Linked DNA regions of Mus musculus: regions 2, 3, 4, 5, 6 and 7 are each linked to region 1. Evidence: chromatin contacts called from public HiChIP or PLAC-seq and promoter capture Hi-C data. All regions are on one chromosome and are shown on one strand. The core of a region is the stretch at or near the end of the contact, and the rest is flanking DNA. Distances in the headings are between cores, read along the strand shown.

The links. Promoter capture Hi-C pulls out the DNA fragments that hold promoters and counts their contacts. HiChIP or PLAC-seq counts read pairs in DNA pulled down with a chosen protein or histone mark.
Region 2: a promoter capture Hi-C map of pre-B cells shows a contact between it and region 1, with 5 times the contacts expected there. The contact joins the promoter of 2810410L24Rik here to the promoter of Cbx2 in region 1. A contact is called at or near these places in 3 of 39 promoter capture datasets (the C10 cell line, embryonic stem cells and pre-B cells), 3 of 484 Hi-C or Micro-C datasets (all in embryonic stem cells) and 4 of 115 datasets of contacts at active chromatin or transcription factors (embryonic stem cells and extraembryonic endoderm stem cells).
Region 3: a promoter capture Hi-C map of pre-B cells shows a contact between it and region 1, with 2.2 times the contacts expected there. The contact joins the promoter of Aatk here to the promoter of Cbx2 in region 1. A contact is called at or near these places in 2 of 39 promoter capture datasets (the C10 cell line and pre-B cells) and 1 of 115 datasets of contacts at active chromatin or transcription factors (pancreatic cancer cells).
Region 4: a contact with region 1 is called in a promoter capture Hi-C map of pre-B cells, with 6 times the contacts expected there. The contact joins the promoter of Cep131 here to the promoter of Cbx2 in region 1. A contact is called at or near these places in 1 of 39 promoter capture datasets (pre-B cells) and 2 of 115 datasets of contacts at active chromatin or transcription factors (astrocytes and embryonic forebrain).
Region 5: an HNF4G HiChIP or PLAC-seq map of pancreatic cancer cells shows a contact between it and region 1. The contact joins the promoter of Tnrc6c here to the promoter of Cbx2 in region 1. A contact is called at or near these places in 1 of 39 promoter capture datasets (liver), 1 of 484 Hi-C or Micro-C datasets (embryonic stem cells) and 1 of 115 datasets of contacts at active chromatin or transcription factors (pancreatic cancer cells).
Region 6: a promoter capture Hi-C map of pre-B cells shows a contact between it and region 1, with 3 times the contacts expected there. The contact joins the promoter of Slc38a10 here to the promoter of Cbx2 in region 1.
Region 7: a promoter capture Hi-C map of pre-B cells shows a contact between it and region 1, with 4 times the contacts expected there. The contact joins the promoter of Bahcc1 here to the promoter of Cbx2 in region 1. A contact is called at or near these places in 5 of 39 promoter capture datasets (the C10 cell line, cranial neural crest, embryonic stem cells and 1 more), 3 of 484 Hi-C or Micro-C datasets (all in embryonic stem cells) and 3 of 115 datasets of contacts at active chromatin or transcription factors (embryonic stem cells, large pre-B cells and pro-B cells).

What each region holds. Positions count from the first base shown.
Region 1 is chr11:119,021,660-119,024,359 of GRCm38.p6, forward strand. Cbx2 (chromobox 2) reads left to right here and starts at 1,362. Exons shown (of 5, transcript NM_007623.3): 1 at 1,362-1,521; 2 at 1,599-1,642; 3 at 2,516-2,581. The coding sequence starts at 1,450. It overlaps Gm35829 (a long non-coding RNA gene), which reads right to left and starts at 2,180. Exons shown (of 3, transcript XR_389218.4): 1 at 1,614-2,180.
Region 2 is chr11:120,188,502-120,191,201 of GRCm38.p6, forward strand. It overlaps 2810410L24Rik (RIKEN cDNA 2810410L24 gene), which reads right to left and starts at 1,355. Exons shown (of 3, transcript NR_030682.1): 1 at 939-1,355; 2 at 1-175. It also overlaps Gm9734.
Region 3 is chr11:120,045,878-120,048,577 of GRCm38.p6, forward strand. Aatk (apoptosis-associated tyrosine kinase) reads right to left here and starts at 1,268. Exons shown (of 14, transcript NM_001198785.1): 1 at 992-1,268. The coding sequence starts at 1,073.
Region 4 is chr11:120,085,394-120,088,093 of GRCm38.p6, forward strand. Cep131 (centrosomal protein 131) reads right to left here and starts at 1,434. Exons shown (of 26, transcript NM_009734.3): 1 at 1,259-1,434.
Region 5 is chr11:117,653,005-117,655,704 of GRCm38.p6, forward strand. Tnrc6c (trinucleotide repeat containing 6C) reads left to right here and starts at 1,285. Exons shown (of 22, transcript NM_198022.2): 1 at 1,285-1,682.
Region 6 is chr11:120,149,909-120,152,608 of GRCm38.p6, forward strand. It overlaps Slc38a10 (solute carrier family 38, member 10), which reads right to left and starts at 1,443. Exons shown (of 17, transcript NM_024249.5): 1 at 1,072-1,443. The coding sequence starts at 1,170. Gm11769 (a long non-coding RNA gene) reads left to right here and starts at 499. Exons shown (of 3, transcript XR_389232.4): 1 at 499-806; 2 at 930-1,490; 3 at 1,871-2,700.
Region 7 is chr11:120,231,672-120,234,371 of GRCm38.p6, forward strand. Bahcc1 (BAH domain and coiled-coil containing 1) reads left to right here and starts at 1,276. Exons shown (of 28, transcript NM_001347621.2): 1 at 1,276-1,436.

The DNA of each region.
Region 1 (2,700 bases), core at 112-2,611:
AACTGTGTTGGTATACCCTGTTCCAGAAAGGGAATAGTGGGCAGATTCTAACAGTAAATGTGACACCCCATAGAATCCCGAAGCGCAAGCAGCAGTTGAAATGGATCCAGCTATTTATAGGATTACAATAAGCACACCTTTGTACAGCGCAACCATTTACTGCCCAGCTGATCTGAACAGGGACAAAAAGAGCTGTCTGGGAGACTTCAGCGGCTCTCTTCCCCCTTGCTTCATCCACTACTGCACCAAGCACCTAAATGAGCAATCATTGCGCTCTCAAGAAGGAAAAAAGAAGGAAAAAAAATGTCTCTTTCCCTGCCCCCTCTGCAAACAGCTGCGAGCTCTTTCCAAAGCAGATTTAACCAACCAACTAAACTGAAGAATACCCTAAAACCCAGTGGTTTCCCGATATTCGTTTCTTAGGGCAGAAAGCTTTACAACCAAAAGATATTACTCCTTCATAAATAGGTTCACGGTTACGTGAAGACAAGGTCCTACAAAGGTGTGACTTTGGATTCGCAGCCTGTTCAAGAAAGAGGCAAAACCAGAAAGCGAATTTTCATTGGATTCTGCTTTATTAAATGAGAGAACGCTTCTTTCATCATGTGCTTGACTCGCTTCAAAACTTACAAAGGAGACTGTTCAACGGAATTTATGTCTGAGCGGGAAAATAAATGGGTAGGGCGCCTAAGCCATGGCGACCTGGGAGGACCGGGGCCACCCCTGGAAATTGATCCAAAGGACTTTACTAGCAGAGCTAGCAAGCAGTGACAAGAATCCAGTTACACCCAAGTCTGCACACCGATCCCTCTGGCCCACGTCGACGTCACCAAAATCGTGAAATAAACTAAGAAAAAAATCAAGTTGGTTGTGTCCCCACGCGCGTACTAAAAGTCGGGGAACTAGGTCCCATTTTCACAACTCTTTAGTTAAGAGTTCGGAGTTCAGTCTTCTTCCAGTGACCTGAATTTTTCATCTACAACCTTAAGTAGAGTTTCGAGGCTCCTTTTTCGGTGTCCCCTCCCGAACCCCGTACTTTTCCACTCTTTTTGTACCCCTGACTGGTAGAGGACTAGTGGGGAGCAGCGCCCCTCACTGGCGGGGGCAAGAAGCGCCGCGTGCTCCCCGCTTCGCCGCCCTCTGGCCAAACAATAGCTTTCCGCAGGGACCTGCGATCCGGAGCGGCCGGACCCCAGGATTCCCGGAGCACGCAGCCTCCCGACACAGTGCAGAGAGCGCCCAACCCCACGGACTGGTCCCCGCCGCGGCTACCACGAACAATGCGCGCCCCGCCCCGCGCGCCCGGCGCGCCTATTGGCCCGGCGGCTGCGGGTAGAGCAGCGCGGGCGACTCCGGCGCGCGTGCGCGGGGCGGGGCGCGGCGGGGGCGGCGCTTTGTGTGCAGCAGTGAGCCGGGGTCTGCGGGGCGCGGGCCGCGGCGGGCGGCGGCATGGAGGAGCTGAGCAGCGTGGGCGAGCAGGTCTTCGCCGCCGAGTGCATCCTGAGCAAGCGGCTCCGCAAGGTGCGTGAGCCCCCGCCCGCTCCCCGCGTGCGCCTGGCGCTCTGCGGGGCTAACCGCCCGCTCTTATCTCTCCGCAGGGCAAGCTGGAGTACCTGGTCAAGTGGCGCGGCTGGTCCTCCAAGTGAGTCTCCGGTGCGCGGCCGCCTTCCCGCGCGCGCCTCCCGGCCTGGGTGGGAACCCTCGCATCGCAGGCCCGGGCGGGAAGTCCTGTGCCTCGGGACCCAGAGGACTCTGGCCGACTGGCGCTGCCCTTTGTTTACGAGCCCACGGGGAGCGAGCAGGGCGGCCTCCAGCCCCGAGTCCCTGGAGCCCGGCCCGCCTCCGCGCCGCGCGCTTCTGGCGCCCATTTGTTGCATGCGCCCCCGCCCAGGAGCTGGCCGCGGCTGGCGCGGGACGCGGGCCCCCTCCCCTTGCCCAAGTTATCCTGCTGTAACCTGAGCTTCCTACTGGTGGGAGGGCTCCCCCACCTACTCCTACCCCCGGCCCGAGCTTGCTTTCTTCTCAATGAGGGACGGGGACCCGGCCTTCTCCGGAAAGGGCTTCCTTTGTAGCTGCCCCGCCACCCTCCTTCCTGAGCCCCATCCCCTCCAGATACCACTCCCCAAACCCGGTGCCCTGCCCGCGCTCTCGGTGGTATCCTCCACTTTGTTCCGTCTGTGCCCCCCGGCTCCCCCTCCCCTACCTGCCTTCCCTCCCCTCCCTGGCTCCGGGCCAGGCCCAGGGGATTCCCTCGGCAGCTTTGCTCTTTGTTGGGGTTTGTTTTCCTCCCAGTGTAGACTGTCGAGTCCTCTCCTGGCCTGCTGGGGTTTGAGGTGGCAGTTTGCCTGTGGGTTTGAGGCTGGGATGCTAACTAACTTTAAGGACTTCTAAGACCTCAGAGGACAGCCTCTGCCGCAGTGCCCCTTGTCCCAGCGGGGCTGTGGGAGCTGTCCCCGGCAGCCCACCTGGATGCTGCTCACCAGCCCGCCCACCCCCCTTTGCTTTGCTTTTCCAGACACAACAGCTGGGAGCCAGAAGAGAACATTTTGGACCCGAGGCTGCTCCTAGCCTTCCAGAAGAAGTGAGAACTCTGGAGGAGGGGAGAGTTGGGTGGAATTGGCTGGTGACACAGTGGCCTGGGGCTGTGGTGTGGGGAAGCCTGTGGTGGAGCACTTTAAGGCCTCACAGACAGCCTCTGGT
Region 2 (2,700 bases), core at 105-2,604, 1.2 Mb after region 1:
CTTCCTCAAAGAGACTGGGAGTACTTTTCATTCCATAGGGGTTTCTACCCCACCAGCCAGAGCCCCGTTTCTTCTTCTGAAATGGTCTTCTCACAAAGCCACCCTTAGCCGACACCGTGTAAAATCCCACTATCGGGTAAGCCAGTGGGGACGCTTCTGGCTCAGCTGCAGCTAACTTGGGAGAAAAGAAAGTGAATTCTTCAAGAACTTTAAAATAAAAGCGGCCCTTTCCCGGCAACTCGCGTCTAGCTTCGCCTTTGTTTTAAACACACATATAAAACCCTTGTCCTTCCTCGGAACGGGGGGCGGGGAGAACTGAGGGTCCACATTCAGAAGCGCTTTCCCCTTAAAAAATATTCTCGGAGGAGCTCTTTTGTTTGAAGTGGGTATGGGGGAGGGGACGGGGCCCGCTCCAGTTCAGCTACCAGGCTCTTAACAAACCACCACCAACAAAAAACCACAACTCTGAGGGTATCTCCTAACCCCGCAAATCTGGGGTTCCCGGATCCAGGAGGGATTCGTTCCTAGACACCCGGCGCGCAGCAGAAGCCAAGACCAGGTTTCCCTAAAGTAAACATCCCGGTTCAGAAAACGAGAATTCTAGGTTTCCGGGTTGGGGGATAACTGTATGAACCACTTCGAAACAGAGCCATCTTGCTGTAGTACCCATGGAGTCCTGGATGAATTTCGTGGGCCTCTGAAGAAAGTGACGCGCATTTCCACAGGAACTGGCTCCAAGCCCGTCTTACGGGTGGTGGAGAGCCCAGTAGGGATTCCAGAATACAGCTCAGGAGGCTACCCCGAGTTCGGCTACCGTCCCAGGACCCCTCAGAAAGACACGTTTGGTGCGAAAATCTCCTACACACCAGCTGGGTTTTTATTCCTTCCCTCCCCAGAGTGTGCTCTGGGCGCGCGGGAAACAAGGAAAAAGCACGTACCTGGCGGCGCTCTGAGGGCAGCCTCACCGGCCCTCCGTAGGCAAGGGAGCTCCCAGAAGCTACTCCCTATCCGGCTGGTCGACCCTAGGCCTGTCCCTCCATCCCTCCCTCCCTACCCGGCTGGTCGACCTCCGCCGAGCTAATTCTCCAGGAGGCAGGAGCGGGATACCCGGCCCGCCTTTCTGGAAATGGGATCCGTTTTTTAGCGCCAGGGCCCGCGCCAACGTCCAGGCCACCGTCGGCGCGCAGGGTTTCCCTAGTCCTTTGGATCAGCAGAGAGTGGGGCGGCCTGGACGCTGGGCTGCGGCTCGCGCACCAGCTCCCTGTTCCCGCGCGCCCTTCTGCATCCAGGCTCCGGCGTGTCCACGTTCCCAATCGCGAAAAGGGGACGAACTCTGAGCCCTCCGGGAAGAGAAGGCTGCAGCCGCAGTCCAGGAAAGAGCCCTAGGGCGGGAGGGGTGCAGGGCGGAGGGGCGGGAGAGCTACCAGCGCCCCACGGCCGCGGCCCTCGTGGGGGTGGGGAGGGCGCCCAGCCCCACCCACGTGGAGGCCCCCGCCCCGCCTCCATGAGGGCAGCGTCCCCGCCTGCCCCAGCGCCTCCGCCTAGCCCCGCCCCATCGCCTCCCGCAGCGGCCGCTCCCTTTGTCTGGGCAGCCGGTGCAAACCAATGGCATCGCGTGGGCGGTGCTCAGGTTGGCCAATAGATGATCCAGGAGGTGTGGCCGAAGAGGAGGGTCTATTTCCCCGAGAAGATACGGTAAACTGGTAAGCTTTTCAGGATCTGGGCTCTGAGGCCGAGAGTGTCTGCAGCTTCGAGCTGGCTCCGCCGTGGAATTACAAATTTTGGATTCCTTTCCACTATCTGGAAAGATGCCCCCAAATCCGGAAGGAAGTGTAAGGGAATCATATCTGGACTCTAGGGAGAGGAAGCCCCAGGGGATTTGATTTTAGAATGGCCCCTTGCACCCGGGACACGCAGTGCCTTGAACTTTGAAATTCAGGGTGTGCAACATCCCCAGAAGTCAGGAAGGTTCTCTGAGATCGAGTGGTAATAATGTGATGTTCAGCTTTCAAGGCGTCTCTGAGTTCAGGGGCAGAGGTGCATAGGCCCTCTCAGGAAGGACTACAGGATTGGGGGCCACTGCCCCAGGACCACCTTAGTGGGCAGCGACTCATTTGCTTTCTGAGCGGAGAAATATCGAGTGCTGAAAAATATTCAGGCTAAAGTGGACCACGGCCAGAGAGCTGTTGCTGGCTTGCCCCAGACAGACAGGGAAAGATACATCTCAAGTGTGCCCCAAGCCACGCCAGGGCAGCAAGTGCAGGAGACAAACAAGAGCCAAGCCATACCTACAGGAGCAGGCAGGTGTCTCCTCTTGAGTTCACCGCCTTGTCCTGGTCTCAGACCTGGAGGTGTTTCCCAACCTTTTCTCCCTTTCTGCATCTTGGCTCCAAGTGAAATCCGCAAACCAAGAAGAAAAGGAAAACAACCACCTGATGTAGGGGCTGTAATCTGGTGCCGCCGATGGTAAAATGAGCCCCGGAGGTAAATGAGGTACATTACAACCCTGGATTTGCAGGGCTCCACCTGAGCGCTATCAATCCCAGCATCTCCCAGGAGGTTGTCACAGAAGCTAACATCTAATTCCCTGTTGCTGAAGGCAGTACTCAGCCACCTTTATGGCTCTGTTTTGAAATTCCTCTTTTCAGAAGTCCAGGGATCCTGAGAGGGCCTGTAGCTAACTGAAGGGCAAGTTGCAGC
Region 3 (2,700 bases), core at 18-2,517, 1.0 Mb after region 1:
TTATAGCCCTATACCAGATAGACAGCTCCATCGGCTCCCCTCCCTGGGAGCAAATGCCTTCAGATCCAGCCCTGCCCAGGGGACTCTGTGCATCACTGCACATTCTGGCCCCACTCCAGGAGGGAGACCCAGGAGAGTCATCGTATGTGAGCCGGGCTTTGTTTGGGCTGTGCAGCCAAAGCCAAAGCTCCAGGGACTTGTGGGTGGGACTCCAGGCTCCTCCTGGGCACAGGTTCATTCCCCTCCCTCCCAGGCTAAGCAAACAGAATCAGGATTAGAAACAGCTGCCCTGGCCCCCTCTGCCCACCACAGCTGTCCACCGTGGCCAGGCAGTTGTGGTAAACACATTACCCTGGTGTCCACTAGCCAGGTGGAGCAAGATGCCCGACCCCAGGTCCTGTGCAGTTAGTCAGCACCACCTCTCTAGAATGGGACCTCAGGTGGGCTCATGCTAGGGTCTTCGTCGGTCCCCACACCCACCACAGGCTGCCGAGGGAGATGGGCACGCTGCCTTGCCAGGGATTTGCAGAAAACAGCACCAGGGTTAGGAAGGAGCCTTCCACCAGAACATGGATGAGCAAGCTTCCACAGCGGGCCTGGGCTCCTGCCCTGCCTCACAGAACACCCCTCACCTCCCCAGGGCCCTGAGTCCTGGCAACCTCTCTCCGGGACACCTGGGGCCAACACAGGCCCTCTTGTCCCAGTTACCTGTGCCAGGGAGGCATCCAAAGAGGCAGGGGCTGATGCTGCCAGCCAGCGCTGAAGGGGCCGGCTGTACAGGGTCTGGCCCCAAGGCCTGCCCACCTCCGGAGACCTGTAGTGGGTCCTCGCCGGTCCCTGTTCTTCTGCGGGGACTCAGGGCGGAGAAAGGGTTAATTTCCAGGCAAAATGGGAAACCGTGGCTCCAGCAGCATCATGTCGGCGGTAGGGAGACAGGTGGGGGGGCAGTCGCAGCCGCAAGGCCGCCTCCGAGGGCGCCGCGCGGACTCACCCGGGTCGAAGTGGGAGCTGAAGGCAAAGCTGGGGTTGAAGAAGGACGACGACATGGCCAGGGCCAGCAGCGCGATGAGCATCCCCAGGGCGGGCGCTGCGCTTAAGCTCAGAACGCCGGCGGCCTGGGCCGGCGTTCCGGCATCATCGTCCAGCGGCCTCCGCAGGTGCGGAGCGCACGGCCCCCCGCTCCTAGCGCCCCCAGCCACCGCCGCAGCGCGGGCACCAGTGGGGGCGGCGACAGACTAGGCGCCTCCGCCCGCCGCCGCGGCGCCGCGGGGCTCTGGCTGGTGCAGTCCGAAAACACGCGGGAGCGCGCGCGAGGTGGGGGGGGGGGAGCAGGGGGGGATGGAGATGGGGGCTGGGGGTTACTTTCTGGGACAAAGCAGGGGAGGGGCACGCAGTTCGTGGGACAATGAGGGAAGGAGAGGGGTCACGGAGGTGGGGGGGCTATGAAATAAGGGGGGATGAAGACAGGGGCGCAGAGGCTGGGCAGCGCGAAGGCTGGGGACACGGAGAGGGGACAGAGGCAGGGGAGGTTCACGTAGGTCGTGGGACACTAAGAGATGGGGAGGGGGCACGGAAGCTGGGACTACGGTGGGGGGGGGGCAAATGAAGTCTGAGGGCACGGAGGGGAGGTAGGAGTGCACAGATGATACGGAGGGGGCCGAAGCCTGGGAGGCATGGAGACTGGGGGAAAGGTAGGGGACCTAGGCAGAAGGAGGGGTACAGGCTGTGGGACACTAAAGGATGCAGGCTGGGGAGAGGGCACAGAGGCTGATGCTATGGGAGCTGAGGAGCACCGAGCGGAGACACAGCAGAGAAGGGACACGCAGGTCTTGGCATACGAAGGGTGTGGGCTGAGGGAAAGGGTATGCAGGCCTCGGCTACTGGAAAGGAGACTGGACGGGACAGGGAGGAGGGACACGGAGTGTTGAGATGGAGACAGTGGGGTCATCGAGGCTTTGGGGCTCCAAAGAAGTCTGCTACTAAGTGGGTGGGGGTTTTGGAAGAAGGAGCCGATGGTTGCGAGTGACGAAGGCCAGGGGCATCCAGGCAGGTTAGAGGAGAGTACGGAGGTCGAAGGTCCGGGGAGGCTGAGATGAGGATGAGGGGTCAAGCCCTAGATGGGAGAGCGACTGAGACTGGAAGCTGATTTGAGACTGTGGGCATCTCAAGAGGTCACTGACTTCGTGGTGGTTGTCACGGAGGCCAAGGGTCACAGGTGAGGTTACAGACCGGAGTGTCCATGGAGGTGCAGAGCTGGGGTCCTGCTGAGTAGCGGATGGTGGAAGGAAATACTAGGTGGGGGATCCAGGAACTCATGGTTACAGGGTTACTCGCAGGTTTGGGGGTGGCTTGTCAGGACACGCTTACACCGGTTGGGGTGCTGTTTTTGCACTGACCGCCTGCAGCTGTGCCACGATGCGACAAACGGCTGGCCCCATCTGGCCCCATCAGCGCAGAACAGCCGGGGCGCTTGGAGCAGGCGGCGGCGCCGGGCACCGACGCCGTGCCCCGCGCCCCTCCTCCTCCCGCCGCAGCGCCATCTTGCAGCGTTGCTAAGAAGCTGCAGGCCTGGCGGCATGTAGGCGAGGCACGAAGAGGGGTTGTCACCTGCATGCAGCTCTGGGGTCCTGGACAACCAGCTATACTACTATTCATTCATTCTTGGCCTAGTTACAGAGCCCTTTGGGGTCCGAAGTTGGG
Region 4 (2,700 bases), core at 184-2,683, 1.1 Mb after region 1:
AGGATGTGGACTCCCAAGTCCCTGCGTCACCACAGAGCATCCATGAACTCCGGGGACCTGGCAGCTGTTCTCTTGTTTCAGAGGCACCCTGATACCTCCCTTGCAGGGTGCTCTCTCTTGCAGTCTCCCACTGGCTCTTCTCATCCCTGAAAGCCCAAGACGCCCTGAACTCTGCCCCAGACTCTCTCCTTTATACACCCTCTCCATCCCTGAGCTTTGCACAAGTACAGCAGGCTATCCGGCCAGGGCCCGTGCTCACATCACCCAATACTTCCACACTGCTCTCAGCTCAGGTTATACCCACAGGGGAAATGGCTTCTCAGGATGGCAGAGTAAATCTGAGTACCTGAGAAGTCCAGCTCTGACCCTGTTTTCTATAAGCACTTCATTGTGCATTAACTAAGCCTGCCTCCCTCCCTGCTGTTCCTCAAATCTTGGCAGTGCATCCTAGCACACCACTGCATCTGCAATCCCCCTGCCTCCACAGCACCATCAGCTTTTCTTCTACCAACTGTTTTGCTTTCTCTAGGACTCCCTTGAGAGGACAGGGACCACACAGTCTTAGGTCCTGATGTGTGGAGGGCACTGAGGTCCTGAGACCTGGGAGATGGGACATGGGACAACTGCTAAGTGATTACAATCCCCTTTCAGAGTCAGGGAGCCAGGAGCATACACTCACCATGGTCCAAAGTCAAGCTGCCTTGGTACTGACATCCAGATGTGTGTAGTAGGGGGCAGTGTCCCTACTCTGAGGCTGCTTTGCCATCAGTCCGGCCAGTGTCCCCGTTACACATTTCTGGTTGTGTAGGTGAAACCTAATACCTTGCCCTTCTTGGCACTGGCTACACCTTGGTGGATCCTAAGCTCCTAAGTCTGGTGGACATAGCTTTCCCAGCACCACGTGCAGCCAGTGAGGTTCTGGGCGGTAAACATAGCCTCTCCATGGAAATCTATAAGCCAGATGGCCGGAGGCTGGGGAGGCCAGCCTCACCCTGGACAAAACCGCGCCTCCCGCAGGAGCCGGAGGGGCAGGAGCCTGCTCCCTCGGGGGCCAGCTGACTCGCAGAGGCAGAGCCCTTGAGCAGCGCACTGCTGTGCTCCTCCGCGGGCGACCCGCATCCCCTAGGTCTCTTGAGGTTTAAGGCAGGGGTTCCGGGCCGCCCGAATGGAGCCCACGGCGACCTTCCGGGGCTGGGGGTACTGGGCACAGGCCGACCTCGCTGCAGGGCCCGACCCTTCACCGCGAGACGCCCCTCACCTGCGCGGACCTAGCCTGGGGCGCAGGGCCCGTGGGCTCGGCCTGGCGGGCGCGGCTGCAGAGCCACCCGGGGCCCCACGGGGCTGGCGCGGCCTCCGCCGTGGGTGACAATAAAACGCTGTCCGCAGGGGCGAGCGGCGGCGGCGGCGGCTAGCAACCAGCCTGGTGCCTCCTCCGCTGTCCGTCACGCCGGCCCGCCTTTGCAGCGCGCGCCGCTCAGGGATTGGCTCTCCGGACGCCCGCCCTGATCTTCGGGTAGTTCATTGGGCCGTTAGGCTGTCCTGTAAGTCCCGGAGTGGGAGGAGCTGCCGAAAGCCAAAGTGGAGTGGGGCAGGCAGAGGGGCGGGGCTTTAAGGAGGCGGAGCCTGCGGGTCCCGGCACCCTCTGAGGCCCCCGCGCAGCCCTGGGCCTCTCCGGTGCCTTGGCAGGACCGCGCAATGATGCCTCCTATCCCCAATCTTTCCTAACTGCTTTCAAAGACACTGTCGGAGTCTCCAAGTGTATAGATGTGGTCTTTCCTGTCTGCCAAAGGGCTCGGGACCCACAAGCTCAGATGGCCTCTCCAACAGAAGTTACATTAAATAACAATGTTATAAACTCAAATGCTTTAAAAATTATCCGCATATTAATCTTATGAACAAGCGCGTGTGCGTGCGTGTGAGTGCGTGTGTGCGTGCGTGCGTGTGTGTGTGTGTGTGTGTGTGTGTGTGTGTGTGTGTGTGTGTGGTAAGTTAGGATGGTGGTCCAGGGCCTTGCATGTGCTAAATAAGGACTCTGCCATTGAACCTCAGCCACTTTTGCACTAAGAAAGCATCTCATATACCACGTAGCCCAGGCTGTCCTCGAACACACTATATAGCTGAGAATGACGTGGAATTCCTGATCCTTTGCTTTTTTCCCCTCCTAAATCTGGAATTACGGGCAAAGTGCCGCCACACCTGGCTTTCATCTTTTCTTTCTAAGATTTATTATGTGTAAGTTTCTGCATCATGTTGAGGGTGCTGGATCTCCTGAAACTGGAGTTATGGATGGTTGTAGGATGCCATGTGGGTGCTGGGAACTAAAACCCGGTCCTATACAAGTGCTTTTTTTTGTTTGTTTGTTTTTTTGGTTTTTTTTTTTTTTTTGAGACAGGGTTTTCTATGTAGCCTTGGTTGTCCTGGAACTCCCTCTGTAGACCAGGTTGGTCTTGAACTCACAGATCCACCTGCCTCTGCCTCCCAAGTGCTGGGATTAAAGGTGTGTACCACCACCACTCAGCATAGTAGGTGCTTTTAAACACTGATGGTGGCTTCCTTTTTTGTTTGTTTGTTTTGTGTTTTGTTTTGTTTTGTTTTTTCGAGACAGGGTTTCTCTGTGCAGCTTTGGCTGTCCTGGAACTCACTCTGTATACCAGGCTGGCCTTGAACTCAAGAGATCCACCTGCCTCTGCCTCCCAAGTG
Region 5 (2,700 bases), core at 35-2,534, 1.4 Mb before region 1:
TTGTGCCAGGCTAAGTAAGCTCGAGGGGAGGGGACGATCACAAAGAAAGCTGGAAGAGAGGAGAGGTCATGGTCACAAAGTCAATGAATGGCAAGGACAAATGCTAAATGACGTCATTTTGGTTCAATATTCCAATAACTGAAGTTTTACAGTGTTGTTTGCACCCAGACTCTGGGCTCCTCATGGATTTAGCAATCTACCTAGTGCATGCTGTGTAACTGCAGGATGCTATTTGTGCTCCTTCCTGGATCATGTGATAATATCTGGACTTTTGAGACACAAAAGATACAGGTTCTCAGCAGTCAAGAATTAAACTGAAGTCAATAAAATGCTGAATAGAAAAGGCAGAAGTCTCTGTGAGAGCCACATCTGCCATCAGATCTTTCTAGGGGATATGGGTTTGCAGGATGAAAAATACACAACAGACGTTTGAAGCCGACTTCGGAGAGTAAGTAAATCTGACGACCAGAAGGCTTAAAATATAATAGAAAGAAAGGAGTGTACAGAGCTCACGGGACCCTGAAGGGAAACGAGAGCAGCAAGTCTGTTGTGTCCCTTTTCTCCACAAACATTTCAAAACATGACACTGGCGGCAGCAAAACTGCATCTCGAAGGTACTACTAGAGCGTTGTCTCTTCTTCCAGACGGGAACACATAGACAGGGAATGGCCTCTTACAGCACTGACAACTTTCAGAAGCATCGCGGATCTACCAGAACATCAGGGTCGGGAGTGGTGGTGGAGAGGAATTAGGCTCCTTCCATCACCCTCTGTGGAGAAAAATATGAGCTTTCAAAATCTTCCCGTGGCTTGAACAGAAACTTGAAAGGGACTCTACGGAGCGCACAGTGCTTCGGACCTTACCCACCAGATTATTACGTATATGTATACCAAGGAGGAGCCAAAGAATGGAGGACCACCGCGGGCTTCCCAGAGCCAGGAAGAAAATGCGGGGTGTGTAGTCTCAGCCCAGGGCTTGGGGTGGGCAGGTTGCGTTCGCTGTAGGGTGGAGTAGCTGCGGGGAAAGCAGGCCTCCCCAGGGGGCTGCTTTGCAGCCGGGATTGTTTGGCTCGCGTCAGAGCAATCCCCGGGGAGCCTCTGAGCGAAGGAGGGGGCCAAGAGGATGCCGCGAGGAGCGCGCAGCGAGCTTCTAGGCCGCGTCCCGCGCACGTACGAGTGTGCACCGTAGGGAGGTACAGGGCGTGTGCACGGCACGGGCCGGAGGCGCGCCAGTGCGTGCGCCAGGTTCAGGGCGCCGCTGCGCAGAGGGCCAGCGCCGCCGGGCGAAAACGCTGCGCAAACCCGGGATACGGCGGGGCGCAGAACCGGAGAACGGAGGCGGCTACGCAGAACTGAATCTGCGGCCCTTTGGTGCGCAAGCTAACGCGGAGTCACAGTGCCCAAAAGCGTGAAGGCAAGCGGCCACGGGAGAATTCCGCACGGCTCTCCGCATTGACCGGGAAGGAGCGTCAGCTCCGAGGAAAGGCGCGCGTCCGAGGCGCGTGAAGAACGCGCAGCTCGCACCCCCGCGCGCTCCACGCGCGGTCTGGACGACCACAGCGCGGGCGGGTATTAGGGGAGAAGGAGGAGGCGTGGTCTTTTCGTGACGAACCAATGGGATCGGGAGCACTGCCTGGAGGCGGAGCTCAGGATCAGGGCGCTGATTGGCCATTCCGCCCTCCGGTATGCAGATGCGGTGGGAGTCACGTGCCGGGGGCCGGTACGACTTCCTGTTGGAGGCCCACGCGGGGCGGGGCCGGGGGCGCGAGCGCCGCGTCTGGCTGGAGCGGGGGGAGGGGGGTTCTTGTCAGTTAGAGCAACAAGATGGCCGCGGTGGCAGCTCCGCACCTCAGCGCGACGGCCCCGGGAGCCGCAGCCGCCGTCGCCGTCCGCGTCGCCGTGCAGCCCTGAGAGCCGCCGGGTCACCCCGGCCGCCCCCGTGACAGGCGGTCCTCGCGCCGTCGCGCTCCCGCCGCCGCCGCCGCGGGCCCGCTCGAGCCGGAGCCTGAGGCGGAGGGAGCGGAGCGGCCCCGCGCCCAGCCGCCCATCGCCGTCCCCGCCTCAGACCCGGGCTGCGTCCGAGCCGCGGCCCGCCGAGACTTAGGAGCAGGGCGCGTCGCGGCGTCGCGGGCACTGGACCTGGACCTGCCGGGACGTGCCGCCGCCCACCCGCCGCCCGCGCCCGGACTCGATCCTGCGGCGCCGGCACTGAGCGGGCCCCCGCCGCCGGAGCGCCCCCGAGGGCCCCGGGCGGCCGAGAGCGACCTCTCCACCGCCAGGCCCGCGCCGCCGGAGCCCCGCGGAGCCGCCGCCGGGGACGGAGCCCAGGTGAGAGCGCCACCGCCGCAGCGCCCGGAGGTCTTCGGGCCCTTTGTTCGGCCGAGCCGGAGCGCGGCGGCCCCGAGCTACCCGCGTGCGGCGCCGGCCGGGGTTGACGGGCGGAGGAGAGGCACGGACTGCGAGCTCCTGGCCGGGCGTGCGACATCGGGATGGGGACCCAGGGGTCGGACACTTAGCCGTTCCCCCCAACCCCCGCGCTCGCTCTCTCGTTCTCTTAAAACTAATGCAGTGGTGGATGATACCCGCTCCCCTTGCATGGTCCCCTGCAGACCGTGCGTTCCCAAAGGGTGGCATACACCGATCCGCAGTGTGGCGTTGTTTGGTGAGCCATGGGCGACCCCGAGGGCCCCCTACAGTTGTG
Region 6 (2,700 bases), core at 193-2,692, 1.1 Mb after region 1:
TCAGCTATGACAGACCCCAGTAAAGGGTCAGTCACACTTCACAGACAGGCAGCAAGGATGACAGAGTTCACTTGGAGATTCGAAACCAGCCAACACTCAAGTCCCAGGATGCAATTCTGCTGACAGACAGTTTCCATGGACACTGGGACACGTAGGCACTCCAAAGACACCCAAAACCATCCCCCAACAACTCAACACTGGGGTTCACAACACAGATGTCACCCCAGAGGATCTAGCTCTGTCCTCCTGTCTACATCTATTAACCATATCAAATACCCTACCCGGGAACCCTAGATACAGTCTCAATCAGGATAGGTTGTTGAGGATCAAAAACTCATTGATTAAAAAAACTTGTTTTCTATTTTTAGCCTGGGATGTGAACGACAAAACACACGAAGTAGTTGTTAGTCTACTATTAAATTATCAACAACCCATTTTCACTTCCAAATGTCTATCCCGGATTAATCTTCCACCTCATCTCCTGGGAGTCATCAGATAGGAGGAGTGGTCTCTGCCTTGATAACCCACTGTTTCAATAGAACAGGACAGCAGCCCGCGTGGCATGGATGAGCGACGGGGAACCCCGCCACTCCCTTTGTTAAGAGAGTCATTACCCAATTTGACGTTTCCATCTGCTTCCGCAACTCACTGGCAGACACAACAAAGCCACGTAGAAATGACCATCTTTTCATGTGGCATTCAACACAGAAATAACACCAAACTTTTTTGTATGCCGGCTTTTCCAACTGCGGTGACACATGATACAGATCAGACCAAACGAATGCTTTAAATCGCCTTGAGTAAAGGTGAGTAGCCGAAGCCGAGGACCGGCATGCTTCCGTGCCATGCAGTCGGTCAGAGTCAAAAACAGGACCAACAAAACCACTATCAATCCGCTAACGTATCCTTCTCTGTGCCTTTCCGTACAGTGTGAGCAACCGCTGAGCGCGCAGATCCGGACCGCGACTCGCTTCGGGGACGTTGCTTGGGTCTCTTCCCGACCCGCGGTGCTCACACCCCCTTCCCACCAAACGAGCACTTCAACCTGATGCCCCCGCGCCCTCGACTCACCTGCTTGAAGCAGAAAGGCATGGTGAGCACGCTGACGCCCACGATGCTGTTCACCACGTTCGTGATCAGCCCCCACTTGGAGGTGGAGGCGGCCGTCATTTTGAGGGTCTAGGGACCAGGACAGAGCGACCCTAGATAACCCTAAACCTGAAGCAGGGGGGGCCGCGGACAGGCGTCGCGAGGTCAGCCTCCAGACCCTGCCAGGCTCCGCAGCAGCCTCATAGCCATGGTTCCAGGTTCCCGCCTCCGCCTCCCCAGAGTGAAGCGGGAACCCGGAAGCGCCGCAGGCAACGCTAGCAACACCTCAGCTCCGCTTCGCTGCCTCCGGCACCCAAACTTCCGCCTTCGGAGCCTACTCTACCAGGAAGTGACGGTATCAAAGGGCGGGATGAGGCGGGACGCCAGCCAACTAGAAGTAGGTGTGTATGCCCGAGGAGGCGTGGTTTGGGTGGGCCCAGAGGCGGAGCTAGGCGTAACTCTGGCCAATAAGAAGTATGTGGGGGGAGGGACGGCGGGACGTGGGGCGGGGTCTGAATCAGGGCGGGGCTACAATCTGGGTTAGGGGTTCCAGGCTTAGACTAGTGACTGTGGCCGCTGGTAGAAGAGTCATTTGCTGGGTACAACCTCTAGTGGAACAACAGGAGAGAAAGAGAAGGACTACCTTTCAGGTGAGGAGTGGGCTCTTGAGGGTTAATTTTCAGGTCCTTGCGCACAGGAAGGATTTTGGGTCACAATTGGAGGACCTGTCTAGACTGAATGCCAACTTATTGGGACAAAATTAGCACTTAACGTTTTACAGATAAAAATCATCGGGACACCGGGAGGTTCAGAGACTCAGCAAAGTCACAACAGCCTGGAGGAGGGAGCATGGAGATGTGTCTGTTTGATACGCTAAGTGGGTGAAAATGGTCTACTGCCCTAATATGAAAGAAAACCAGAGGAAAGGTAAAAAGGAGAGACTAGGGAAATCTAGGATTTCAAGAGATGGTGGCTTCTGTACTGGAAGGACTAATGAGAATTCTTCCTGGAGTAATGGACATTAAAGAGACTAGAGAAAAGAGAACGCTCCAACACCTAAGTGGATTACTGGCACCTGGCAGTGTTCTTTATGGTGGTGTCTGTGGTGAATGAAGGCCTAGGGACCTGAGGTCCAAGAAAGACCCCACAATGATTCCAGGAGGCCAGAGCTGTGCATGCAAGGAGGAACTTCAAGCTGCCTAAAGAGGCTCTCCTAGAAAACAATTTGAGGCCCATGCAAGATCTCAGACAAGGGACAAATTCTTCCAGCATCAGGCAGAGCAGCTTCTAGAGATGAGAGAGAGAGAGAGAGAGAGAGAGAGAGAGAGAGAGAGAGAGAGAGAGAGAGAAAGGAAAAGCTAGAAAGAGCAATTGGTGGCATGAGCCATTAATCCCAGCGTTCAGGAGGCAGAGACAAGCAGCTCTCTTGAGTTTGAGGACAGCCTGGTCTACATAAGTGAGTTCCAGGACAGCCATGGCTACGTGGAGAAACCCTGTCTCGAACAAAAAAAAAAAAAAAGGAGTAATTGAATACAAAGCCAGAATAGGGTTGGAGAGATGGCTCAGTGGTTAAGAGCACTGACTGCTCTTCCAGAAGTCCTGAGTTCAGTT
Region 7 (2,700 bases), core at 26-2,525, 1.2 Mb after region 1:
ATGGACAGCCCGCTGGCAAAGTGCCAACCAATCGTGACCGTTTTGCAGAAGCAAGGGAGGCGGGGAAAGAGAGGAGACCACAGATCTCAGATTTAACTCCTTTGTGTCCACGCAGGAAAGAGACTGGAAAAATCCAAAGGAATATAGCTGTGTCGATTGGCATCTACTTAAATACTCCCCCCCAACACACAGAGAAAAAGAGAAGCAGAAATTATGTATTCATCGCCACTAAGACATCACCTCTACTTCTTGAGAATAAATAACATTTGGGTAGGCAACCAAATTCTAACCGAAATATTTGCTTGCAGAATATTTTAAAAGCGCTTTGATTCTGATTATGATAAAGAGAATTGTTTAGAGGCTGTTTTCCATTGTAGAGAGAAATTTGCGAATATGCAGGGACAGGCCCTGAGAAATGCTAAGCATGGTTTTCACACCATGACAACCACCCCTAAAATTATCAAGTGAAGATATTTTTAAAATCTAGGGGCTGATAGAAAAAGTAAATCCTTATCTTGGCAACAGAGCCTCGATTTTCATTTCGATTGTTGCTACGCTGCAAAGTGTGGCGGAGGGAGATAATAATTGAGAGCGGACAGATAGATGGCTGGCGAAGAAAGGTACATCTGCCTCTCGGGCAGGGGGAAGAAGGGCATATATGGAGCCTGTGGGCATGCCTCAGGCAGAAGTGTATTCCTAGTTTGGGTGGGGGGCGCCTGGGAGTGGAGGTACATCAGGGTAACTCAGAATCTGCGCTTGGAAGTTGGGCCTACGTGCAGCAGGTTCTGCCACCTGCCAAACAGACCCTTGGTATGGACAGAGCATCTGGTTTACAGCGTGAGGCTATTTCTTCTTTTTTATTTTGTGCATAAAAACAAATAAAAATGCCCCAAACCTTACACCTGACAAATTATGGAAAAACAAAACCACAAGTCTCCCCTGGACACGGACACCCGTTCTCACTATCCCTAGCTCCTCTCCCGCCCTGCGCCACCACATTCCCATTCAGCAGCAATGATCTGCGCAAAGGAGCTGCGCAGTCGCTGGGCTTGAATTAGGCGCCATCAGGCTTGGTAGTAGCCCTGCTGCTCCCTGATTGGCAGCTCCCTGGCCCGGCGCCAGCCTATTGGGAGGCCTGTTTACGCCGAATGAGTGGCACGAGCTCAGGGCCGTGGAGGGCCGAGCAGCCAATCAGCGCTCGGGCTGCTCCGGGCTGAGTGGCACGAGCTTATTAGTATGCAGGGCCCGTGGCTCGCCGCGCCGGGCTGCAGGTTTGAGAGCCGCTCTGGATGGGCTCGCTAGAGTCGTTGTTGTGGAAGCCGTGCATTCACAGTGCAACAGTCAGCACATTGAAAATACCAATAGGAATACAAACCAAAGTCACATTTACTGATTTAATTGTATTGCATTCAATTGTATCCAGGAAACAGCCTCCAGTAAGTAACTCAAATTGCTTTCATTTTTAATTTTTTTTGCTATTTTTATTATTTTATTATATTATTTTGGTTTTTGGGGGTTTACATTTTTAAGCAAAAGAAATTCAGGATTGTGATGTTAAATAATAGAGCTTCCCTTTTAAAATCCGTTATGATGTTGAAAGGCTTTTTTTTAAAAGATGGACTATATATATGAGTACGATATTTTTTCTTCTGAAAAATTTTATCGATCGGTTTAAAATTCCCCCCGTAATGCGTCCTTGCTTTGCTCTGAGCGCTTGTTGTCTCGATCGACACCCTGCATTAAAAATAAATTATCGAGACAGGACAGAGACCGCCAAGCTTCGTTCAGCAAGAGCCTCGCGGGTAGCCCCGAATGGACAGTCAGTGAGAGCCCAGTTCTGGAGGAACCAGGAGCGAACCCCAATTATTTGCTCCCCCATCTTACTCCCCTCCCCCAGCAATCTTGAATGGGCTCCGCCCGGTCGTTCCGTGGCGCAGGGAACGGTCGGCTCTCCGTGGCCACGGCTTTCCGGGCCTCAGTGAAGGGACAGGAGATTAGAGGGGTACTGGCAGGTTTTCAGGTTCCGCTCCCCACAGACTTAATTCTTTTCAGAACATTTCCCTTTTTTTCCCTCTCTGGGGGAGTTGGGATGGAGGAGGGGGGCTGAACAGTGGGGCGTCTTCATGCTGCGCGTTCTGGGCAGCACGCGGGCTCAGGCCAAGACCCGCGTGGCGTGGTCCGGGGACCGGTCCATTTCCCAGAGCGGGGGTCTTGCACCACCCAGTCCCCGTTCCTAGCTGGGCTGATGGGGGGGGGGCGGGTTTCGCAGGGAGCGGGTTGTGAAGCGACGCTGGAGCCATTCGCTCCCGGCGCGCTCCTGGCTGCGGCCTGGCCTTGCAGGCCCCATTGCGCCCACCCGCGCGGGAAACTCGGCAGGAGGGAGCCCACGGACTCCAGAGCTTGGCCTCCACCGGAGGACAAAGGCGTCTCAGACCCGGCGTTTCGATGCGAAATTTGAAAACAAAGCAAACCTTGAGGAGCTGGGGGTACGAGTGCTGCCCAAGCCTCAGGAGGGTGCACAATTCTGGGGGTCACGCCCAGCCACCCGGGGGAGGATTTCTGGGGTTCGGGTTCTTTAGCTGTGCTCTCGTCGTCGGCTCTCCGGCCGCGCGCGGCTCTCTGCCCGCTGCCACTGTTTCCTCTGGTCCAATCCTGCCCGGGGTCCATTGCGGTGTCTTGTACCGGGGTTTGGCTTGGGGA